Regions from separate parts of the Mus musculus genome. Here all the other regions are linked to region 3. A link is a contact called in public promoter capture Hi-C data. All regions are on one chromosome and are shown on one strand. The core of a region is the stretch at or near the end of the contact, and the rest is flanking DNA. Distances in the headings are between cores, read along the strand shown. Region 1 overlaps Glra3 (glycine receptor, alpha 3 subunit). Region 2 holds the start of Hpgd (hydroxyprostaglandin dehydrogenase 15 (NAD)). Region 3 holds the start of Fbxo8 (F-box protein 8).

Region 1 (3,429 bases), core at 421-2,920, 480 kb after region 3:
CACACACACACACACACACACACACACACACACACACACAGGACTTTAAAAGTAAAATACATTTAACAAAAAAAGTATCCAAAGGAAAAGGAAACAATCCAGAGGGTAGAGATCTGAGGAGGATAGCCCTTTGTGGATAATATCTTGGTTTAACATGGTAAGGATTGCAGGGAGCAGCAGGAAGATAAGATGAGTTCACCTCTGCAGTGTTTCCTAGGTAACATGAATGAGGAGCTAGATGGATCAGGCAGTGAATTTAGTTCTTATTTTAAAGAATCTTTGGGTTCAACATGATGTCATATGAACCACATTCTGCTGCCACATGCATGACCTTCCCCTATTAATGACTTTAAAGATAGAACATTTTTCTGTCTCAATGGGGATTTTAATGACAAAAGCTAGTGAGTAAGAAAGATGGTGTACTAACTCCTTTAGAGGATGGAAATAGGTTGAGGTTATATATGTAATATGAGTAAATATCTTAAATAACATTGTAAAGGAATATAATAATAGAACAAGTACTTGGGGAGCAGAGAAATGAAGTATGGGAAAGAGTGGGCAGGGGTGAATGTCTAGAAGCTTACAGAGGGTCAAGTTTTTTAGTATGTATCTCTGGAGAAATAAAATATTCTGAGAAATGAGGGTATCTTAGAGAACAAATAGAAGGAGCAATGTAGCATCTGAGAAGTAGAAAAAAATAATTACACAGAGTTTGGTATGCTCACAGGCAGACACTGTGTTAGTGATAGCCAAGCTGAGTACTGAATCCCCACAACTATGAGAACGTGCAGACCAGAAGGCAGAAAGAAATGATAACCAGTAGGAACCTAGTTTGGGATCATGAGGATAAAGCTATTCTATTAATAAGATACTATGTTCTTATTAACTCTTCTGGATTGTTATTTGACTACAGAGTCATTTAACTTTTAGATAAACATTTGATGTGTTATAATATTAGGATTTCAAGAGCAGTTGGACAGCAGTCATTGATGATGGTTTAGCAACCTTTAGCTGGTCAAAATGCTATTTTGTTTTGGGGGTTAAGAAAGAGAAATATCTGTAGCATATTGTTGCCAAGCTTTCTAAGGCTTTGGATTTGGGAAATGCATAATGGTGTGCTGTTCAAATCTCTGGATGATTAATCACATCTGGATGACAGGGGAGCCCCAGAAAAATGATATTTAACTAAAGGAAAGCACAGAGATTTGGTATTTATTTATGTGAGCTACATGGACAAATACATAAGGGAGGACATAGAGTGTGATATTTTACTGGTTGAAGTATAGTTGGAATCTAAAGTGGTTTGCTGCTGGGATCATAGTCTGACACTGCCAACCGATACCTTCTTTTGAAAGTTGACGTCAATTTTAACAACTAGGACTACAGCCAGGAAGAAAGGAATGAAGAAAAAATATAAACCAACCTTTTCTTATAAGTATTGGAGATGTATATCTTGTGGAGAAATCTTAGGACTATCATAGTGACAGTTTATAAATAGACTCACCAGATTCGGACGCACTCTAGCAGGCCCAAGCATGGTAAACATGGCACTGGCAGGCCTTGCCCTTCCCCCTTCCCTCTCCCTTGCTCAACCATAGATTACTTCACTAAAGCTAGCCATGAAGGTTTATTCCCTTGGTTAGAGACTTCCTCCTTCTGAGGCTCACAATCAAGGAACACCAGCAATCAAAAGCTCCCTTTGGCTTACCTAATTAGCATGCCCAGTCAAAACAAACCAACTCATTCTAACCTTAAAGGGGTTCCTCTTACTGCTTTATGGACTGTGTTTTGCCTCTGAGCCATGGCTGTCTCATTCCCTAACCAGAGGTAGTCCTTTATCATTCAGGGGGAAATACCCCTTTCTCTCTTCCTTGCTTGGGTCCCCTTTTTCCTTGTTCTTTGTTCCCATTCTTTGTCTCTTTTCCCCTGACATTTGTCTCTCTGGGGCAAATAAACCTTTTTTGTGTGTGTGTTGAGAACTTAGTCTTGATGTGTCCTGTGCCAACTGTAATCCTTCCAGGTTTAAAGGTGACTAATGTTTGTATAATGTCTTTGAGAGTTACTAAGTCACAGTTCACTGTTTATTTAATTGTTTTCTGCCATATGGGAAAAACATCTTTAAGTATTGTTGGCTTATCTTTGAAGTAGAAATAAGCCTATTTCATTACTTTGTAACTAGGATTAAATCAGGAAATATATTTGAAAGACATAAAATCATGAAGCTATTTGTGACACCATCACTTTATAAGCTGGTGGCTGCATCACATTTTTTATTATATGGCCATGTGTTTAGAAGATCTGGTAATGGAAAAGTCCAGTTACAAAGATGTGAGCTAAAGAGGTGGTAAAAGTCACTGCTGTTGCAAGGGATGTGCTGCTTGAAGTACACATAGGAGTGTATTCTACAAGAAATGCATTCACCAGCCAATATTTTCAACTTGAGGGAGATTTTTCTTCCTAACTAGCATTGTAACTACAGAGATTAAATAACAAATACTCACAAACAAGAACCATCTGTATCTCTGAGTAAGCAAAGAAAAAGCACAACAGTACTTAATCCAAACTCTTAAATTATGAGAGAGTTTGGATAATGGTAGAAATTATTAGGACATAATTGTTAAAAATATTATCACAAACTCTATTTTTTAAATAGCTAAATTTAGTATAAGATCCATAGTAAGCAATCTATATATCAGACCTGGCTATGAATTTAATCTCAACATGAAATTGTCAATCGTAAAAAGCTTTCTATGTTTAAAGTTCTGTCATACACCTCCACAAAACCCTGCCCCTACTTTTAGACATTTCTTTTCCCAAAAAACCTTTAAGTACATTTCAAAGGTTCTCTTTTCTCCCTCCCCTCCCCTCCCCTCCCCTTCTCTCTTCTCTTCTCTTCTTCCCTCCCCTCTCCCCCTCCCCTCCCCCTCCCTTCCCCTGCCCTCTCCCCCCTCCCCTCCTCTCCCCTTCCCTTCTTTACCTTTCCTTTCCCTCCCTCCCTCCCTCCCTCCCTCCCTCCCTCCCTCCCTCCCTTCCTTCCTTCCTGTCTTTCTTTTCTTTTCTTTTTTCTTTTTTCTTTTGTTTTTTGTTTTCTTCTTTCTCTTTCTTTTTTCTTTCTTTCTTTCTTTCTTTCTTTCTTTCTTTCTTTCTTTCTTTCTTTCTTTCTTTCTTTCTTTCTTTGTTTCTCTTTGCTTTCTCTAAATTGACATTGAAGCCCTTTTCTCATTAAAGAGAATTTTTTTTTTTTTTTTTTTTTTTTTTTAGAGATTTAGGGCACTGGAGATGATTGTATTTACTATTTTGTTTCTCTTTTGTTGTTGAAGTTGTAAATTATTTCTCTTGTCACTGACTTCCTCCAATCCCTCTTTTTTTTTAAAATTAATTCTTGTTATATACATATGTGTGTATTTGTGTTTGTATGTGTGTGTGTGT
Region 2 (3,481 bases), core at 2-2,501, 260 kb after region 3:
TTTGAACAATGCCCTTTGAAACATCTTTTTTTTTTCTATATTTTCCTGGAGAAATTATCTTTAGGGAAATCCTTTGAGCCCTCTATACAGCCAGTGTGCATTGCTGATGACAATATTCTTCCTGACATTTCACAAGTAGATGGATCTATTTTAAGAGACCACAGAAAAACAGGAAAACATTGGGGAAAAGCGATAGAGCCTTTTCTTCTTTAATTCTAAAGAAGAAGAAATTTAACGCCATACAGTTATTATTTTAAGTGCCATCTTAGAGGGGAAACCGAGCAAAGATCTGGCTAAAAGCAATTGCTTTGCCTGTGACCATGACCTGGAACTTGGCGTCTGAAGTGTCTAAGCGAAAGGCACGCTGAGTTTGATTGTTATTGGAGAAGTCTTCCAGCTCTCTGAGAACTGCTTGCCATAGTTCCGCAGCCTGTCCCCCTCACTGGGTAATTAACTGTAGCAGCACTGTCTTCGAATACACAAAAGATTTGATTACATTCTGTGCTGCCAAGTGGCTAAAACAGAAGGATTTCTTAGGCAGTCCTGTCTTACTTTTTATGTCCATTGGGTTATCAGAAAGAAGCACAGAAATTCAAACTATCCATTGGAGTTAGAAGGTCACAGCTTCCCGTGAGAGAGCGTTGCTGGCTCTCAGCCTTGTCTGCTCCTACCTGGCAGTCAGGTTGCTGCTTGCACAAGGTGTGTTCCCGAGTCTATGGATTGATTCCCCAACGTCTTACCTCTCAGTTGTTTCTGGTCAGCCACATCACACTGGACGAACAGTGTCTTCTGAGGTTCGAACTGCTCATCTAGGGCAGCTTTACATTTTACACCTGCCTCAAGATTCCAATCCACCAATGCTACCTACAAACAAGAAAAGAGGGAGCGGGTCTCCTATGAAGGAAACAGCCGCCACCAAGCCACAGACACACAAGCAATGGATAAAAAAGACGCTCCCTTCTTAGACCTCAGAATGTGCTCATCCAAGTTCGGGTTCTCTGCCAGCAGCGTTGGAGGTCGGCTTGCGAGCCTGGGGCTCGGCACCCCAGGGGCTCCGGCGGCGTGTGGGTGGACACGGAGAAGTCCTTACCTTGGCGCCATGGAGCAGCAGAGCCTCAGCGAAGGCTTTGCCTATGCCCTGTGCCGCGCCGGTCACCAGAGCCACTTTGCCGTTCACGTGCATGGCGGGTCGCGTCTCTGCGGGTGGTGGGCGAGCTCAGAGTCTGGACGCCGCAGCAGCTTTTATAGCCCACTCCGTGCGCGTGTGCAGCGGCCCTAGGAGCTCTCTTGCCAGTGGGCGGGGATGAAACTGTCAAGCCAGCGCCTAGGAAACCGACATTGTGTCACCTGCCCCTGAGCACCAGGGTAGGGTCGGCGCACAAGGTGATCTTTGCCTTCTAGGCTTTCAGCTGTTGCAGATTCCCCAGCAGGAATTTTCCCCAAGCCTCTGGCTGCATGAACACAGTGAGCTAAGAGAGGAAAAGCTGAAAGGAAGGAAGACAAACTTTCTGGAAAAGTTTCTTGAACGACTCAAAAGTTAATCTTACAGGAGAGAAGAGAAGAGGCTTGGAAACTTGGATTTCTCCTCACAGCCTCAATAAATATTAAATTAAAAGCAAGCAAAAGAAGGAATCAAAAACAATATTTTAAGGGGCGTTGCTGTGCACGTGTGTGTGTGTGTGTTAAGCTTTTTCATAACTTCTCATTTCATAAACAAATATAGTTATGGGCTTGGGGTGAGTGAGGATAACGCTTTTATTTACTGACGTTTTGTACAAACAGTGAGCACAAGAGTTTAATTTTGCTCTGACTCCCAAAACCTGAATCGTGTTCCAACGCCAGAGTTTTAAGAATCTTCCTGGAGTTTCTGTCTCAGATCAGTGTCCATTGTGTGTCATATTGAACTGTCCTTAGTCATGCCAGCATCAGTGGTAGCCTTGCATATTGTGATTTTGATGGAAGTTTACTTGCTGGACCACCTTGGCTCCTATGGCTCAGTAATCCAGATTTGGTATTGAGGTCCCCAGACCTGCAGGAACTGGAGCCCTGACTTTATGCCAGGGTGACTGTTTGCCAGGACACGAGTCCACTGACTAAGTCCCTTTCTCACGTTCACAGCGGCAGGCTTCAAAGTGCGTTCTGTCAGTTTAATTCATTGGCATTTATTTTCAGGCACAAAGACATCTGAGCACGCGGGAAGCCCGAGATTAACAGCAGAATGAGTTCTTTGTGTACTTTGCCTGCTTAGTGAAGGAAGCCTTGGTGAATGTGCCCGGTTCCTCAGGGAAGTGTTTGGAGAGGCTGCAGAAAATACAGAGTTGGTGTTAAGCCAACTGGTTTCAAAGTTGCCTTGAAACTAGATCTTGAAAAAAAATGCTGAGAAGATAGGAACATATTTATATCCAGCATTGTACTGAGAAGGGGAAGTAGAGGCACTGTATTTTAATTTTTTCTTTATTCTAGAGAATTTCATGCACATATACAAGGAAATATGTCTTGCTCCCTCCAAGTTTCCTCAGATGCCCGAACAACCCCTCCTCTCTTATTGTTTTTTTTCTCCCAAGTAAACTGCTAAGTTCAGTTAGTCCTACCCGTATACATTTGGGTGTGGGACTCGTCACTGAAACTCACCAGTGGGTGTATGTAAGGGCTTGATGTTGAATGAGAACAGCAGAGACAAATAAGAAGAAGACAGGCAAATAACAGAAAGCCAGGGCTGAAGGCTTGAGAAAAAGAACACATCTTCACCAGGAAGGATTTGCCCAAAGCTAGAAAAACAAAGCAAAACAAACAAAACAAAAAACAAAAACAGCTACTGCACTATGAGTGAAGATGTCTGAAGAGCAGTGGCTTTGCAGCGCTCAACAGAGAGGAACCGTTCCAAAAGTCAAGTGGTCCCTAAAGCTTTGATGGAGATGAGCGCCACATTTGGCAAAAGGTTTTCAATCAGCTAGAGCAGTAATAGCCAGTATGAGTAAATTTAAAAGGCACAGCACCTGATGCGAAGTTTTAGGAGAAAGTGGCTGGTGAAGAGAGAGAGAGGTTGTTTTACTGTCAAGCCCATCATTATGGATCTAGGACCGGGTAGTCATTGGCGAGATTAGGAGGAGACTAAGTTTTCCTTTAAGAAAGGACAGGATTGGTTCAGACTAAAGAGACTGGTGTCATGAAAAAAAGAAAACAAAACCAAAACCAAACACCAAACAGCCAAACAGGAGTCTGAGGGTCTATGGTTGAGATTTCAGATGACGCGGAGGGTGTTGCTCTTCCCTTTATCGTGCCTCAGATTCCTGATTTGTTAAGTAAGACTTGAGCAACGCATGTGAAGCATTACCACAGGGCCTGGCACAGAATAATAGCGTAATAAGTATTAATCTTAACAAATTGTTTCTAGATTGTTCATAAATCACACCCGTGAGAGAAGGGGAAACAAGGACTTTTATTTTAAGCACAAAAGGAGATCTAAGGTTTCAAAATCAGT
Region 3 (3,206 bases), core at 29-2,528:
TACATTGTAAAAACAAAACAAAAACAAAAACAACAACAACAACAACAAAAACCTTTCACAAAGGTAGCCGGAAGCTCTTCTCGTCGGAGTGAAAGTGCCAAAGTCCAAAGAACCAAAGCAAAGAGAAGAGTACTTAGTGACCTGTTGCAAAACCATACTTCCAAGCCTTTGGAAGGCCAAGAAAAAGGATTGCTAGCTAGGGACAGTCGGGGCTACACAGTGAATTCTGAGCCAGCCTGGAGTACACAGGAGACCTTGTCTCAAAATACAAACAAAAACGGAGTGCAAACACTGACATGAACAACAGTTTGTATTCAATTGCAGTATTGAGGGTAATGAAGAGAATATGGCGCGCGCGCGGGGTGGGGGTCTTTACAAATAAATGTCTCATTTATAAATTAAGTAGTCACAATTATTAATTAGTAAATACAGAACGAAAAATAAACCAGAAATATATCGAGTAAGAATTGCAAACTTCTATGGTTTTTGTCTAGACAATGTGTACTGAGTAATACGATGTGGAAAGTGGAGCGTAGCCACAGAAAAACAAAACGAAAAGGAAAGTGTTGAACCAATTTTACAGTCTGTTTGGAGACTGTAGCAACTAGCAATCAGCGGAGGTCTTAAACTGGATATGTTTGAATTCGTATTAAGGGGACGCCGTAAGAAATGAAGCGTGCCTTGGCATCGAACGACGCTGTAACCACCACAAAAGCAATACGTGAAACTGAAGAAAGTAACCTCCACCGTTTGTCATCTTTCAAGAGGGACGACACCACGTCGCTACCGCGAGTCCCAAATCGACCTCTATACCAATGGCCTAGAAACAGAAGAGACTCACACCCGCCTCTCGATTCTGATACACCATTTTAATAAGCCACCGCTGCTGTCACTCAAAATGTCTCACAGTACCCATTGGTCCTAAACTGTTGCTTGCTGGGCCAGGGCTATCAAGTGGCAAGCATCCCTACCCCTCACTTCGGAGGAGAAAAGTGAGAGCGTCCGGGCGGGCGGAAGAAGCAAGGCATTGGAAGCCTCTGTGCCGACGCGAGTACCTGAGCGACCTGGGATCTCCACCGCCGCCGCGACGACTCGGCCTGTGGGCGGGGGCTGTCAGCCGAGAAGAAAATGGCTCAGCCGGGAACTGGTGCCCAAGCCATGGAGAGGCCTGTCCAGAGCGCACGTGTTCGCGCTGGAGAACACGATGGCTGCGAGGGAACCAGAAGCCGCCCCAGACTCCCGCGAAGTCACAGCACCTCTGCCTGCAGAAGCCCGAGTGGCGGACCTTGCAAGGTTTTGACGTTTCCTATTGTTGCCGGAAGTGACGTCGAGGAGCGGCTCCTTAAAGGAAAAAGATTTCCGTTTTCCTCATTCAGATTCGCCAAAAAGTCTTTACTTTTCCGCTTCTCATTCTGAACTGCTTTGGCCATCAAAATTATGCTAATTTGAAATGTGACATTCAATAAAAGACATGTAATTGATAAGACTTTAACGACAGTAGAGTATCCTGAAGAAGCTGCGCGAACGGAGTGTGGAATCTGCATCTAGGAATGCCAGCATTTGGGGCAGCCTCTGGCTCGGAATGTTTAGCCGCTGTTCGAACTCTCGGCTCGAACTCTGAGTTCTAAAAACAAACCGTCGGCACGAGGGGCGACCCGAGGCGCGGGCGTAAGGCTCTGGGGCTGCAGACCCGGTTCCCGCCACGTTCTCGGGTTTCTAGTGCTCCCTTCTTCTTTCTGTGTTGGTACGGTAGCCTTGGGAACCTTTCAGTTTGCTTAGGGGCTGCTGGCTGAGCCAGAGCTCGTGGACCTGCTGTGCTCTGGCTTGGACGAAGGTGGCCCTTCTGCTGTCCTCACCGAGGTTCCTGGGTTGTAGGCGAATGATCAGGTCTACCTTTTCATCCCTTTAAATTTAGAGGCAGAAAGGGAATTCGAGATGGGACTTGCTTGTGTACCAGCTGGTATGGTTTTGGAAGGCATCAAGTAGAATGAATCGGAGTCTGCCCTCTTTGAATTGTTTTGTAGATGCCTTTAAGTTTCTTTCCGTCAAAAATACATCTAGCTTCAAAAGACTGTCCGGAATAGAAAAAGTACTCCTTCCTTCGTGTTCTCTTTGTTTTCATCTTCATGGTGTCTCCCCCCCCCCAAAAAAAAAAAAAAAAAAGAATTCTCCATCTACTTTGAGGCCTATGATTGCTCTGTATGAAAAGAAAACTAATTTTAACATATGTATTCTAGACTTACTGCTACACTAGACTGTTTTACAGAATTATTTGCAAGCATTTTAACAATGTTTTATGCGTGAACACAGCGGTTCCCTCATCGGATCTTACAACAGCATTTTCCTAGTATCTATTACGGAGAGATTTTGTAAGTTTAGTTTCTACAGATTTGTATCCCTTTATCTTAAAGTTTGTCTTTTAGATATGTCAAGCGGAATTTCAAAATCCTAGCTATCCACTGTGATTATTAAAGGCTAGTTACTTTATCCTGGGCAAAATGATTTTGGAGTCCTGTGACATGTTTTTAAAGACCTGTAGCAGCTACGAAATTGAGCTGGGTTTGAAACAAAGTATCTTAAACTGCAAAGCTGGGGGACTAGCTCAGTGGTAGAGCCATTGGGTATGCCAAGATCCTGAGATCGGTTCCGTTCCCCACCAAAGCCATCTTGTGCGGTGCTCACAATGTCTTCCAGCAATTCGGTTGGTGGATTTGATTTGTTCCTAACTCTTCAGAAAGCTAGGTAGACCAGTGAGACCTTAATGATTGAATCTGTATATGGTCTTCATTTAATATCCTGTGATAAGTAATATAAAGTGAAAATGCTAATTTTTAAGTAACAGTTTAATTTTATCTCAGATTAATTATGGTCAAGTGTAAAGTATGTTTCAGTACTTGATTAGCTTCAATTCATAGTAATAATTTTAGTATTTACTAATTAAAAAACACTAGGAAAGCCTTTCTTGAAAACATACTTCTATGATCTTGTTTTTTTAAAAATACCTTTATGTTTTTCTCTTCTGTCATATCTTTTCCCTCCACCTACAGATACAAGCTGTACTTGAATCTTACTCTTCTTTAAAATGTTTATTGTGCTGGTAATGAAGAGGATGTGTTCCTGGGGCATACTTTAGTGTCCGAAATTTCATTACCAGAAGTAGAAATAATGTAAAGATAAATGCCTTCTATGATACCAGCAAAAGAAAA

What was found. Promoter capture Hi-C pulls out the DNA fragments that hold promoters and counts their contacts.
Region 1: a contact with region 3 is called in a promoter capture Hi-C map of the C10 cell line, with 5 times the contacts expected there. The contact joins the enhancer-like site here to the promoter of Fbxo8 in region 3. A contact is called at or near these places in 11 of 39 promoter capture datasets (the 3T3-L1 cell line, 3T3-L1-derived adipocytes, the C10 cell line and 6 more), 6 of 115 datasets of contacts at active chromatin or transcription factors (acute myeloid leukemia, bone marrow-derived dendritic cells, embryonic stem cells and 2 more) and 2 of 9 other capture datasets (adipose tissue and embryonic stem cells).
Region 2: a contact with region 3 is called in a promoter capture Hi-C map of liver. The contact joins the promoter of Hpgd here to the promoter of Fbxo8 in region 3. A contact is called at or near these places in 3 of 39 promoter capture datasets (the C10 cell line and liver) and 2 of 9 other capture datasets (adipose tissue and pancreatic islet).

What each region holds. Positions count from the first base shown.
Region 1 is chr8:56,069,267-56,072,695 of GRCm38.p6, reverse strand. The region is part of intron 5 of Glra3 (glycine receptor, alpha 3 subunit); the gene reads right to left. Among named protein-coding and RNA genes, the nearest start is that of Glra3, 130 kb to the right of the region's middle. Within about 2 kb of position 1,670, at least 17 of the 459 cell types and tissues checked have an H3K27ac peak or open chromatin away from gene starts, as enhancers often do. A contact at or near this core is called in acute myeloid leukemia, where this site is marked.
Region 2 is chr8:56,292,322-56,295,802 of GRCm38.p6, reverse strand. It overlaps Hpgd (hydroxyprostaglandin dehydrogenase 15 (NAD)), which reads right to left and starts at 1,251. Exons shown (of 7, transcript NM_008278.2): 1 at 1,091-1,251; 2 at 741-864. The coding sequence starts at 1,183.
Region 3 is chr8:56,549,226-56,552,431 of GRCm38.p6, reverse strand. Fbxo8 (F-box protein 8) reads right to left here and starts at 1,278. Exons shown (of 6, transcript NM_015791.4): 1 at 1,056-1,278. It overlaps Cep44 (centrosomal protein 44), which reads left to right and starts at 1,866. Exons shown (of 11, transcript NM_001009951.1): 1 at 1,866-1,887.